Regions from separate parts of the Sus scrofa genome. Here region 1 is linked to region 2. A link is a contact called in public Hi-C data. All regions are on one chromosome and are shown on one strand. The core of a region is the stretch at or near the end of the contact, and the rest is flanking DNA. Distances in the headings are between cores, read along the strand shown.

The links. A called contact is a pair of places that touch in the nucleus more often than the background predicts.
Region 1: a contact with region 2 is called in a Hi-C map of subcutaneous adipose tissue, with 2.9 times the contacts expected there. The contact joins two enhancer-like sites. A contact is called at or near these places in 5 of 47 Hi-C or Micro-C datasets (heart right ventricle, liver, skeletal muscle and 1 more) and 1 of 2 datasets of contacts at active chromatin or transcription factors (skeletal muscle).

What each region holds. Positions count from the first base shown.
Region 1 is chr13:145,568,653-145,571,352 of Sscrofa11.1, reverse strand. The region is part of intron 5 of ZBTB20 (zinc finger and BTB domain-containing protein 20); the gene reads right to left. Among named protein-coding and RNA genes, the nearest start is that of DRD3, 200 kb to the left of the region's middle. Within about 2 kb of position 1,347, at least 23 of the 83 cell types and tissues checked have an H3K27ac peak or open chromatin away from gene starts, as enhancers often do. A contact at or near this core is called in subcutaneous adipose tissue, where this site is marked.
Region 2 is chr13:145,359,758-145,362,457 of Sscrofa11.1, reverse strand. The region is part of intron 4 of ZBTB20 (zinc finger and BTB domain-containing protein 20); the gene reads right to left. Among named protein-coding and RNA genes, the nearest start is that of DRD3, 410 kb to the left of the region's middle. Within about 2 kb of position 1,372, at least 17 of the 83 cell types and tissues checked have an H3K27ac peak or open chromatin away from gene starts, as enhancers often do. A contact at or near this core is called in subcutaneous adipose tissue, where this site is marked.

The sequences.
Region 1 (2,700 bases), core at 98-2,597, 210 kb before region 2:
GAAGATTTAGTTTCTTTGAGACCTTCGTGGGTGAAACTGCATGAAAACTGTAATCCAGAGCACAGGACTTTTACATAAGGTGACTACATGTTGGGATTTGGTGAGCAGCTCTCTAAAAAGAGAGCTCTCTACCAGTTGTGGGAAATAACCGCCTTGGTTATGATGAGAGAGTACGACCTTAACCAAAAACTGTGTGGCTGGAAAAATAAACTCCTGAGGGACTCTCTCTGATCACTCTTAGAGAGATCCAACATCCACAGATGTGTCTTCAGAAAAATGCAAGTCCACCTGACAGGTGAGGCTGAACCTCAACGATGGATTTGAGGACACAGGAACTGGGAATCGGTAAAATCCATTTCTAAAAAGTGAACCTACTTTTTTTTTTTTCTTTCGCCTACTCCTTCCTCTCTCCCTTCTCTCTCTTTTTTTCCTCTCCCATTATTGTTTACTTAATTTGAATCCTGGCCTTAATGGGAATGGAACTGTATCCAGAGGTACTATTAAGATAAGAAATTTCAGGAAGAAATATTTAATGAGGGGTTTGGAGTTTTTGGAGAAGGAATAGAAAATTATTTAGAGAGAAACAAGGGAAAAACTAAGAAGTTAAATATCGGAATCAGCACGATGGCTGTAGACTAGTTTCCGAGAGGCACAGATGGTCTGCATTCTCCAGAACCAAAACAAACAGGAAGTAACAGGGCCAGAGCCCCCTCTCCCCTCCTTTCCTCCCTCCCATGTAAATTGGGGGAAAAAAAAAAAAACGGAAATGTATTCAGATCAAAAAGTTTTCCTTCAAACACTGGAAACTGACCAAAGCAAAAGAAACAAGAGAGCTGGTTCTAGCAGGTAAAACGCCAAAGGGACAGCACATTTTGGGGGTGGAAGAGAAATTAGGGATCAAATGCACACACACTTTTGGAGAAAAGTCAGGGTCTATAGCTAATGGAGGGGTGAATGTAGCAGGCAGGTGGCAAGTAAGAAATTTGGAGGAGAGAAAGGGCTTCATTTTGGGTTTTGTTTTCTGGAGGAGGGCTAGGGGATACTGGGGAACATGACTACTCTTGGGGTGCAGAGGGAGACAAGGAGCTTAGAGTTGGACAGGGAAAGAAAGAAACTCAGGGGTCATGTGGGGGACATTGAGTCAGGAAGAGGTTCAGTTGGATGATAACAAGCTTTCAGAAGATGGCTTTGAGTCGTAGAAAAGTGTACTGGAACGGATGGCTACTGACAGGGTTAACAACACACTAAACTCTCCCCGTTTCCAAATGTGATGTGCAAGCACCGCCCAGAGCAGCAAAGCATGTGCAGGCAAAACATCATCAAAACTTCACAAAATGGGGTTCGGGGGCCAGAGGGGAGGTGTGTGAATCGTGCCCCCTCCTTGTGCGCATCCCACCAACAGCACAGAGCTCTAGCAGGGAAATCGCCAGTGAAACCCGAGACTTCCAAGCCATCCCACAGAGATAAACCAGCCCAGGTCCCCAGTGACTCCAGGCAGCCATGAGGACAGTTTTCGTGTTCCAAAACTAATTGGACAGTAAGGAGTGTCTGTAAGAATAAAAGGCGGTGGGAGTGGAGGATGGAAATAAAAGGGGAAAAAAGTGTCCTTGTTGAAAGTTTTAAATTACAGGCTCAGTAAAAAACTGGCATTCCACCACATCCGGTCTAGTTACCAAATGGAAAAATAGGGTCATTAACATGTTTATTTGAATTACATTAGTCCTTCTCTTTCATATTTAATTTATTCTGTTAGAAGAAAAAAAAAACACGAGGCTCTGCATGCTGGTGAAAGGCAGGAGTGTAATGGATCAGGGAGCTGAAATGCAATGATCTTTACCCATTATCTACCCGGCTAAGGCTTTTCAGAACTTACTAGGATCACTCAGGGATTCTGCCCCTTAGGAGGAAGGGAAGGGCACAGAAAGATGTGAGGTACGGCTGCCCCTGAGTTATTAAAATATTAAAGTTATTAAATATTATTTGAATTGAGGAGTGGGAGTGAGATTTTAATGGAAAGGAAATTCAGGAAGAGAAGGAAGAGTTGGGATAGACGACCTCTTCTCCAGATTGAATGTCCAGACATAAGGTCCGTGCTAGGCTCATTGAACATCCTCCCCATGTTATGGATGGTGGAAACACAGAGAAATCTCTGTGTTATTGGTATTATGGGTATTAAAAGCCCACATTTTCACGATGATCTCATGAGGCTTGTTGCTCTCCCAAACAGTTCTGATCAACAATAAGTATAAGCAAGTCTATTTAGGGGAAAATGGAAAAAAAGTGTATTTTTAGGATGGTGTCTGGAGATGACCTGTTAAATCATTGTGGTAGTGACACAGAAAAGACCTAAGAGCAGTCCTTGCTCTAAAACTTACTTGCTACACTTGCACATATAATTCCATCAGTTTTCCTCATCCATAAAATGGGAACATGAACAGTTACAATAGAGTTGAGAGGGAACAAGAAGGATACTCTGTGTAAAACTGTTCTCCAGAGCACTGTACACATGTAAGGCATTCTTATTTCCCAAAGACGGTGGTGCCAAGTACAAGCCAAACACTGTGCCAAATATCCTTAGAAACAGGATCAGAAACAAAGCAGGAAGTGCTCTGACTAAGCTGAAGAGGACATGGATCTTCTATCTCAGTGCTGACTGGCTGTATCCCTTGCTACCTGCAGAGATTTCTCACCAGGATGTTG
Region 2 (2,700 bases), core at 123-2,622:
ACTGTCTGATTCTCTCATTTCCGGTTGCTCTACTCTAAAAAATATTCGACTTGTCTAAAAGACCCATGTTGCTATTTCACAGGGAGTCCTATTGGGACATTTTTTATTGTATCTTCTTTGCTACTGGTTATCTTCAAATTATCCTATGCTTCCAAATAAAGAAAAATATTTTGCCTAACACCTGATTATAAGGCCTCCATATGGCTCAACTTCTCTATGAGGCTAATGGAATAAAAAGGTTAACAGAAGATAATTTTCGCATCTTAAATTTACATCTGATCCTCAGTTAGGGTTTCCCTTGGAGAAGATTCTCCCTACAAGGACTTTGGAGCACATATCAGTGCAGAGAAAAAAGTCAGGCTCACATAAATAATGGGAATCAATAGCAATGCCACCCACAAACCAATCAAGATAACCTGTACATGGGAAAATTCTCTAAGCAAATCAAATCTGAATGCATAAATACGAACCCTGGGGAATTACAACTAAAGGATCCTATTATTTTTTGTGGGAAGACATGGGGGAGTAAACTGGCACAAAACGCCTTGCACAAATTTGGCCAATGAGTCACAAGGAAAAAGAATCATGCCTTCCCCCTATCCTTTCCCCAGCCTGATTTCTATCTCAAAATTTATCACTTTTCTTGCTCCCCACAGATGCTGAATTCTTCTTTGTTCCAGGCTGGGTTAGTGTTAATTTTCAGTAGAGAATGGCAGCAGCATGCTGAACTACAGAGTTCCAGACTGGGAGTTGGGAAATGTTTTTGGCCTGACTGTCAGTAAACAACTATGTGTCTAGGGCAAGTCAAGTCCCTTAACTCCCCATGTCTCAGTCTCTTCATTGAAAAATGATAGGGTTGGACTGCATGAACTCCATAGTCTCTGCCAACACTAAGATTCTATGGTTCTATAGCTCATTTCCTTTTTCTCTCTGGCACCAACTGCTCAACAACTCTGCTTATAGTCATTTCTTTGCACTCAGTTACCGATGGAAAAATATCGCCTTCATTTACTACCCAGTATTTGGTATTTCTAACCTTTCCCTCTTTTTGTGATGCTAGATATTTTGAGTCATAAACATGAACATATCCAGATAGATGCTTTAAATTTGAAAGCACTTAAGGAGAATAGCTTTCCCATGTAGAAACATTTAGTGCAGCTCGGCATGGAGGAAGCCAGGCATCCAAAAGTGGAGCAAAGGGGCCAATTCACAAATGAGAGGAAGCCTTTCATAATAAGAGTCTCCAGATTCTTCAATTTAGATAAAGCTACTAAATTCCAACTACTTTTCCAATCAATCCCAGACACCCTCACAGACACTTAGGACTACAAATCTGAGGACCAGCACTGGCAGTGATGCAGTTATTTCACCTCCACCATGTATTGCCAAGTAGGATTTAGGATGGCATAGTAATAAGAGCCAAGAGGACAATCTGTCATTTATTTTCCTCCAAACTTTTTGAAATTTCCCATTTGGGCTCTGTTTCCCAGTTTTAATTTGGTAACTGCCATTTTTCAGCATTTCTTTTAACAGGTTACTAATAATTTCTGATACAGGATCTCATATTTCATTTTGTGCTGCTAGAACTGCTGTTAATATTTCATCTGCCTTCAATTCAGCTCTGAATTAAGGCTTCTGAGCTTTTTTTTGATACACTGTTCTCACTTTGGTTCTGGGGATTTGATCACCAGTGTTCACCCAGTTTGTCCATATCTTGTTAGATAAGAATAATACATTGTCTCAGAAATATCTCAGGGTGTGCTGTACATTCTAGAGATACATTAGAGTTTCTTTTTTCTGGATCTTTGATCAAAATCACATAAGTGTTCTGTGTTTGTTTACCCAGGTAGCTTGCTATTTACTTTTGTGGTAACGTTCTGGAAGCAGAGAGCAATGGTTTACAGCCAGGGCTCACAGGAAGACCTAAGTTCAAATTCTGGCTCTGAAACATACTGCAAATACCATGTTAGGTCAGTTCCTTAACCTTACTGAACCTCTATTTTTCTATTTGTAAAATAGGGATAATAGCAATAACTACCTCTATTGCTATGAGTTCTCAAAAAAGAATGTTATCTTTATTCCCCTAGTATTAATAACCTACAAATTCACCTTATAGTGTTTTTATTTTGCAACATCTTTTCAAGACTAGCAAGTTACCTTTGAAGTCCAGACTTTTACAATTTGCTTTAGTGTAGTTTACATTAAAAAAAAACTCAAGTAAAATTAAGTAAGTACTTTAAAATTGGGTTCTGAAAACCACATGTATAATTACAAATGGTATATAGATAGCATCATAGTCTTATGTCACCTTTAAATCCAGTATCAAATTCTCAAAATTCTGTTCATTTAATAGCCAGGCCTGGATAAGGCATGTCATACTAATTCTAATCCATTCCATAAAGAGATGGCTTAGAATATTTACTTCCCCCCATTTGCAAACAATACAGATTATTTTAATACTTTTTGGTCATATATAGGTCAGGGTCCATCAGGAGTGAGAAATCACACAGCAATTTGAACACGGAAAGTTTAATATAAAGAAGTACTAACTAGAACAGGGGATTGGAGCAACAAGGGAGTAACTAGTAAGAAGTAAAAAGAATTGTAAGGTATATAAGAATAAGCAAATATAAGGAGCAACCTCAACTTCTGAGGCTGATGGAGGGTGCCCAAGGAAGAGTCCCCTACAACTCCAGACTG